2 separate regions of the Danio rerio genome follow, and region 2 is linked to region 1. The links are chromatin contacts, called in public HiCAR-type maps. All regions are on one chromosome and are shown on one strand. The core of a region is the stretch at or near the end of the contact, and the rest is flanking DNA. Distances in the headings are between cores, read along the strand shown. Region 1 holds the start of zgc:92429. Region 2 holds the start of si:ch211-200p22.4.

Region 1 (4,219 bases), core at 66-2,565:
TTTTTTTAAATGTTGGTAAAATAACCATTTAAAAAACTAACCTTTAAAATTAACCGCATTGGAAAAGTATTCATTAATTCATTTTCTTTTTAGCTTAGTCCATTTATTAATTAGGGGTTACCACAGCAGAATGAACCGCCCACTTATCTAGCATATGTTTTACACAGCGGATGCCCTTACAGCTGCAACCCATCACTGGAAAAATGCTCATACTTCACACACATACACTACAGACAATTTAGTTTATCCAATTCTCTTATAGTGCATATCTTTGGATTGTGTGGGAAACCGGAGCACTAATGAACACGGGGAGAACATGCAAACCCCACACAGAAGTACCAACTGACCTAGCCAAGGCTCAAACAAGTGACCTTCTTGATGTGAAGCGACAGTATTACCCCACAAAATTAACCACTAACGCTAATCCTTTCTTTTTCCAACAATGGATGTCAAAGGCAACCGGTTTCCAACATTCTTCAAATTATATTCCTTTTTGTTTTTATACAAACTAGAAATTCTTCCAGATTTGAAACCACTTTAAAGGTGCAGTAGGTGATCTACCCAAATGCTAACTGTTAGCATAATAACTTTGAAAACACAGTCCCCCTCCCCTGCAGTCTAAAGCCATGCCTCCTGAAATTAAACGCGCATCTTAAGATGACAGCAGACTCCGTCTGACACTAATCATTACTATTGGAATGTGAAGAAACTTTTAACCAGCACAACAAAAAAATGTTTCTGAAGATAATCACCTACTGCACCTTTGAAGTGATAGTTTAAAAATGACAATCCTGTCATGATTTAATCAGCCTCCAGGGTCTCCAACACTAGCAGATCTCATTCATTTGACAACTGCTCTACATAATTCAGTAAATGAATCAGCAGTCTCACAGGCCTAGTAAAGAAAATGATGAAACACTTCAGATTTCTCAAAAGTTGTTGGTTATTTGTAACATGCAGGTGACCACGACCTTCACATGAACATTTGAAATACGTTTCCTTCAATTGAAAAAAAAATCGTAACCACCCATTTTTACTATATATACACACACAAACCATAAAAATAAAGCAGAAATATTACCATCAGTGTTTTTGTCTGCATCAAATCGATCCCCGCAGCCTCTGTTGTAACATAGTAGAGCCATGTTGCCCTGTTTAATATTCCAGTTGACTTTTAATCACTGGACTTTATCTCTTTTTTGTTGCTGTTGTTGTTGTTGTTGAAATGCGCTGTCCTGTATTGGTCTGGGGTCTTTATGAACTTGTCCTGCTGCTGTGAAGATTTTCCAGAACTTTCAGCCAAGGAGAGATCCAGAAGGAACAGCCACAGCCATGGAAAGAGAAGGGATATTCTAGTCTGAATGAGCTCTAAAAATAGCCAGTGCCATGTGCTTTCTATCTCTCTGTCGCTCCTTACAGCTGTTGGGGTCCGTCGGAGAGAGTGTGACATTCCTGGGGTCCACAGAGAGGGGGGGAGGCAAAAATGAATATGGAAAATCTCACTAAACTACAAACAACTGAGTAAAAAAAAAAAAAGTGTTTTCAAGCTAATTCAAAAGAAGGGTTGTGTGCTATTTTGCTACTTTATCAGTTGATTAATGGCTAATAAATCAGTATACAGTATGTACTAACCTGTCACTTTTTTTGGCACACCTCGTCGTACAGGTAGGTTAGACCCCAATTTACCTTTAGATCTGATTCACCAATAAGACGCTGAAAACATTGTTTTGAGATTTTGGTTGATACTGGCATAGTTGCATCATGGAGTGAACTCAGCTGCAGATTTGTCGGCTGTACATCCATGATCCAAATCTCCCATTCCACCATGTCCCAAAGGTGCTTTATTGGCATCAGTGAAGGCATTTGAGTTTAGTGGGGAAAAAAGAGAAAGGTTGTAGCCAATATAAGATGTGGTCATAAAGGGATGGACAAGTAATTGATATGCGTGTGCCTGCTTCAGGGGAAAATTAAGAGACAACTTGAAAATTATCAGTTTCTCTGAATTTACTGGAAATATGTGATTGAGTAAAGTTAAATTTGCTTTATTCAATAAAGATCATAGTTTCTAAAAGAAAAAAACCTAATTTAAAGCATTTTTAATTTAGCAAAAATTCACAACCATGGTCAAAAATAACAAATAGATTTTCACTTGTGATTGAAAAATATTTCACAAAAACACTTAAAATCTAAACACTGATATCTCTGTTATCATTTATTCAACCTGCACTTGTTCAAAACCTGTTAGAATTTCTTCTGTTGAATACAAAATAAGTTATTTTTAAGGATGCTGGTTGATGGTACCCACTGACTTTAATAGTAGTTATTTAACCAACTGTGAAAGTGAATGGGTAAAGTGCTCATCTTAAACAGGCATTTTTCAAAATATCTTGTGTGTTTAATAGAAGAAAGTAAATCATGAAGGTTTATTTTGACCAATAACTATTTTATGCTCTTGACAGTATATTTATTTTAAATTTAGAAGAAATTGGTCAGTTTTCATTATGGCTTAATATGCACGTGTATTTAAATTACTCATCCAGTATAATGCATTATTTACATAGATGTTTTTATATTGTACTGTATTTTTAAAAAATCATTGGTGCAATACCTTATGAACACAATAGGTGCATAGTGTTCAAGTATGTTCAAGTACGAGTTAAGGCTACTTAAAGCGCAACCAAAAAAGGTACTTAGGAATTTTCCCTATTAAAATTCATTTACAAGTGGTCTCTTCACTGTATTAAAAAAAAAAAAAAAAAATTCTGCCCAAACTCAAAATTTTTAAGTGATTGGTCACAGCAAAATTCAAAATGTTAAAATTCGGCAAAGGTTATTTTTTATTTATTTATTTTTTGTTAATTTGACTAGCAGCCTGTTAACATTGGCTCAATAAGAAATAATGTGTTGAGCCAATTGAAAAACCATCTAGTCTGCCCAATCATGTTATTGGCCCAATCAAATACTTCAAATTGTTGTAGCGTGCTTTTTTGGTCTCATTTAATTTAAAAATGTATATTGATAAATTAACATTGCTTAAGCAACTATACTGAATTCTTTATTGCCTGTTGATTTTTTTCCTATACAAATGTATTAATAAAATGTTTATTTATGCAATTTACCCTGTTCAGCCATTTACTGTTGTGGAATCGGTTTAAAATCTATAACATACAAATTTTTCCCCATTTTTTATTTTCCCTTAAAACAATATCTATATCTGTGCTGTAGTGAACATTATTCAGGTAGAAATCAGACAATACTAACACAGCTTACATTTAAGTGTTCCCATAACTAAAACGGATTATCATTTTTGTATTGTTAACCCACAACTACTAAAATGTGGTGTGACTGATATTTAAAAAAAAAAAAAAGCTTTATTTACCAGACACATTAAAGACATATTTTACGAACTACATTTTTTTCTTACTCACCAAAGGTTTCTGTAGAAACAGATCACCATTTTGGAAAACTGTTTTAAGTATAATGTGGATTCGTTCATTCGTTTCCCTTCGGCTTATTCCCTTATTTATTAGGAGTTGCCAGAGCAAAATGAACAGCCAACTAAAACAGTATATGTTTAACGCAGTGGATCCCTTCCAGCTGCAACCACAAATTGGGAAACACCCATACAGTTACACACACTCATACACTATGGCCAGTTTTGCTTACCCAATTCACCTATAGTGCATGTCTTTGGACTGTGAGGAAAACCGGAGGACCCAGAGAAAACCCACATGAACACGGTGAGAACATGCAAACTCCACATAGAAATGCCAACTGGCCCAGCCAGGACTCAAACCAGTGACCTTCTTGTTGTAAGGTGACAGTGCTAATCACTAAGCCACCAGACCGCCCTCATTACAGTAATATATTGCATTTTTTATCAAATAAATGCAGCCTTGGAGAGCAGATGAGACTTTTTTATAAGCATTAAGCAGACCTCAATGTTTTGATGGCCTATATAGTGCATGTACTGTATACTCCGTTGCAAATGCAAGATAGTCCTTGTTAACTGAACCACTTTGAGTCAGAAGTCAAGAGGCTGCGCTGAGGTTTGTTAAGATGCTTGTGTTCTGTAACAGTTAGGGGTTGGATTTGAGTTGGAGAAACAGATCCAGTCATAAAGGGAGCACAAACTTTTCACAGAGCAAAAGAATTGACTGCAAATGATATCTTGAAACAAGTCTCGAATCCCGGTGCAATTAATAAACAAGCTGCATAT
Region 2 (4,585 bases), core at 1,154-3,653, 100 kb after region 1:
AATCTGTGCTTTTTAAACTAATGAAAACAGTAGAGGTCAATGATTTATTTGAATTATTTAGCCTGACATGTTTACGGTTCCAAAACATTATAAATGTTTCTTAAAATAAAATATGATGTGTTCAATGGGGGGAAGCCTTTGTTTTTTTACAGACATTTAAAAAAAAAAGAACATATTTTAGAGCAGTAGTCATAATACTGTGATACCATGAAACCATGATATTTGTATCCAAGGTTATCATACCATCAGAAACTTATACCAGCCAATGCCTACACCATGATATAAAAATAAAGCATATTATAAAAACAATAAACCTTGTTTTTATTCTGCCTCAATGTTGACTAAATGTAAAACATAAACATATTTTGTCCATACAATATAGTCATATTGCACAGCCCTAATTTATTGCACGCAGAATATTAGACAGAAGTCGTGCAGATACTTCAGGAGTCGTGTTGCGTTTCTCCATGTTGTGCACTGCCTATGTGAGATTGAAAGTGATGTGCAGCATTCTGCATTATCTCTGCTTTTGTCAAAAGAATCAATGACTCAATGCTTCACTGCACACATGCCTGTATTGACCTTCGCCGCTCCCACACCGTCTCGGCGATGACTGTTAAAGAGGATCACACAAGACGTGAAGACATTACGCACATCACATGACTTCAAACACAATGCCTCAGAAACCCTGACAGCTGCATTCAACGATTCAAATCACAGCAGCGGCTTATTATGAAGCAGATATTAATAGATTGAAGCTGATTGCGTGATCGTATAAGCTCTTCATCACTGCTGCGGTAACTCATACATCATTATAAAACAAAAAAATTGGCCACAAAGACAGTGAATGACTGCATACTGCCACAGTGGCCTCAGCTCCCTGAACTGACCACGTCCAAAGACAAATCAGCATTCCCATCACGAGCACGTTCCAATTCATCACTGGTGTCCAGACAGCTGAGGATGTGCAAAGCTAGTGGAACTGCATGCCAGGGATCCAGTTAGACTTTGGGCTTTTAGAAAGCATCCAAGAATATCTGCAAAGAAATATGAGGATTATTTTGGCATACTTACAATCGAGGTGTTTCTTTTTGGGTCCACTGACTTCATGCGTTGTGGCCTTGCAGACGGCTTTGCTGATGGCTGATCCAGTCATGCTGTGCTGGGCTGCAGCGATGCGATCTGTGATGGACTGTCCTGACATTTTAATTCAGCGCTGAGATTCGAAAAACCCAACCACTAAACTTGATACGGTCTGACTGCAAACCTGTGTATTTCCTCTAAGATCCTAGTATAGGAGTTTGACGATTTTACAAAAATACACTTGACTCGATACAAACGGTTGAGTTTTATAGGCTTCGAACCAGCCAGCAAGTCAAGTGACACTAATCTGCACACGTCTTGTAGCAAAAAAGGGAAGGAAAAGTTGATCTAACTAGTAAAAATGTCACAACTAGATATGCCGTAACTAATTCGGAAAGGGGGCGATCTGAGCTTTTGTTAGCTAATATTACTAATGCAGCGTTGGCACCAAGAGCAGACACTAGTACTATTGAAGCCTGAAGATACAAAACAACTGTTGGAAAATGTCATAGCTATCAGTCAGGCCAGCTCAGAGGATTCAGGCAGAAAATATCACCTGTCAGCCAGCTCGAGCCTCACCAATACAGAGCTTTTAACTGGATGTAGGAAGCACCGGCAGCCTAGCTAATGATAAGATAAGCAAATCTCCCTTGTGGTTCTTTATTCTCTGCCTTTATAATCCTGGCACCAAGACTTGGCAACCAGAAGGAACTCTGACAGGTTTGCTGCGAGGAAAAATATGCATAGACGTACAAACCAAACCCTGCGAGAGACTTGGTAACTAAAGAGGACGCAAGAAGGCAGGATTAACTCAAAAATGTTACTCTGCCGGTAACAAAAGGGAAGAAATATTATGTAACCAAGCTATGAACATCTAACCAAAACCTAAACTATCTGCCCAGCCAGCTGAGTAGATAAATCACATCCGAGCTTCAGCTTTCTTATATCAGAGAACTAGCAACGAAAAGCAAGCAAAGACTAAGCTATTTCTAAATAACACATAACCTTCAAAAACAACGGTTAATGTTGTTTTAAACAGGTCCCAGGCGCATCCCGACGAGAACAGCTGAAAGTGTCCGGCTTAAGTTGGACTCCAGCCCGGTGAGCCAGCGCGTCTAACCGGATGCCTGCTTCTCTTCCTTTCCGTCCCGCTAAAAGTCTCCCTTTAGTCCGCGAATTTGACACGGTTCCGCCCGTGGAGACACCGAGAGACGTCGAGTTGTTCAGGACTAAATTCGGGCTGGTGTGGCTACAAACCCCGCCGTCTGTCGCCGTGTCTGTGGAACTGTCAGCTCTACGTTATTCCGGTTTGGTGAAGAATGCGCTGGCGGAGCCGTTCAGGACAAAATGGCTTCGCTGTGATCAGGTGAACGAGGAGCTGGAGTTTGATTGGGCGGAAGAAAGCGGCGTTCACTCGCTCGTGGGAAAAAAGCGTTACCACTGTCGACTCGAGGTTCTTTTAGGACAGTTAATCCATAAATAATTAGGCTAAAATACCACGGAGGTTTTAATTAATGCTCTAATGTTTAAACATATGTTACAGTTAATGTACTTAATGGAGTTTTAAGTTTAGTTTTTATTTTATTCTACATAATTTGCTTGGGCAATTATGAACTTTTTAAAATGCTAATTATTTCTTTATGCTTTTTGGCTTTTTAGTGTAACAATTAATAGGTATACTGTAGTTCATTCATTAGCCGCTGGGGTTTGCCTAGAATATATATATATTTTAAGTAATGTGTGTTAAATAAAATTCATGCAGATTAAATGTTTTTGTATATAGTTCATGTTGACATTCCACTTATTTGGAACCCAAACCCAACCAATCAGAGAGCTGAGACTATGGAGGACGAAACCTGCAAAAACTATAAACAAATAAATAAATTAATTAATTAATTAATTCGCAAATATATAAATAAATGAGTAAATAAATCCATAAATTCCTGCATAAATAAAATAATTTATAAATAAATATGCAAATTTATAAATAAATGAGTAAATCCATAAATTACTGCATGAATAAAATTATAAATAAATAAATATGCAAATACATAAATAAATTAGTAAATAAATCTATAAATTCTTGCATAAATAAAATAATAATTATACAAATATATAAACAAATGGTTAAATAAATCCATAAATTCCTGCACAAATAAAATAATAAATAAATAATTATTCAAATTTATAAATAAATGAGTAAATAAATCCATAAATTCCTGAATAAATAAATAAATTAATAAATAAATGTTGGTTTATTCCCATTCAACCTCTGATTAATACAGGACTAAGCCGAAAAGAGAATGAATGAAATGAGCCTATATATCATAAGAATAGTTGTTGTTGTCGTGGTTATTATTATATATATATATATATATATATATATATATATATATATATATATATATATATATATATATATATATATATATATATATAAACTTACATTTGTAAGAAACTATAAATATATTATTTGAATTTTGCATTCTGATGAGAGTAGCATGTTTGTACATCTCTGAAAATAACATCCAGATGTTTTAAGACCACAACAAAGCTTTCATATCTCTTTGCCTTGTCTGTCTTCTGGTTTTCACTATATTATGACACCTATCAAAAGGAGAAAAGCATGATGAAATGAAGACCAGACAGAGCGTCCACCAGAATTTTTTTCTATGTCTGCCCACTTTACACATGTGAGACAATGGTGTTTGTTGTAAAAAAAAAACACAACTATCAATATCAACTACTAATTAAACAGCAATTTAATAATAAAATAATATATATCAAAATACAGCGAAGCAGTGGCGCAGTAGGTAGTGCTGTCGCCTCACAGCAAGAAGCTCGCTGGGTCGCTGGTTTGAGCCTCGGCTCAGTTGGCATTTCTCTTTGAAGTTTGCATGTTCTCCTAGCGTTCGTGTGGGTTTCCTCCGGTTGCTCCGGTTTCCCCCACAGTCCAAAAACATGCGGTACAGGTGAATTGGGTAGGCTAAATTGTCCGTAGTGTATGAGTGTGTGTGGATGTTTCCCAGAGATGGGTTGCGGCTGGAAGGGCATCCGCTGCATAAAAACTTGCTGGATAAGTTGGCGGTTCATTCCACTGTGGCGATTATTAAAGAGACTAAGCCGACAAGAAAATGAATGAATGAATGAATATCAAAATACACTGTAATACAACAGTCTCTACAGATGTTATGGTAAGCAGAAAGATTCAAGAGATAAACAAACATTTCACACATCTGGCTTAATTCTTTTTTATTTAACGTTAGATTTATTAGTAAATAAGGAAATTATTCAGATGTTTGAACATATGCCCCATAACTAGGAAATAAACTGTGACTATCTTCAAAATAGAACAGAGTCAAACATGATGTAAGCAACAGAGAATGTTTGTGAGGGGAAGTACAACCTTCAACACACCTCTCTGCGTAAGGAAGTGGTGTAAAGAGCAAAACCGCAATACTGTCAAACTTTGACTTTATCTTGGAGGATCATAAGTCTGCCT

Evidence for each region. HiCAR-type assays count read pairs that join an accessible place to other places.
Region 2: a HiCAR-type map of caudal fin shows a contact between it and region 1, with 5 times the contacts expected there. The contact joins the promoter of si:ch211-200p22.4 here to the promoter of zgc:92429 in region 1. A contact is called at or near these places in 6 of 18 Hi-C or Micro-C datasets (caudal fin, embryo, hematopoietic stem cells and 2 more) and 3 of 4 datasets of contacts at active chromatin or transcription factors (caudal fin, embryo and pancreas).

The regions. Positions count from the first base shown.
Region 1 is chr7:23,728,470-23,732,688 of GRCz12tu, forward strand. It overlaps zgc:92429, which reads right to left and starts at 1,316. Exons shown (of 11, transcript NM_001003457.1): 1 at 1,082-1,316. The coding sequence starts at 1,145.
Region 2 is chr7:23,830,659-23,835,243 of GRCz12tu, forward strand. It overlaps si:ch211-200p22.4, which reads right to left and starts at 2,404. Exons shown (of 18, transcript XM_689068.9): 1 at 1,075-2,404. The coding sequence starts at 1,204.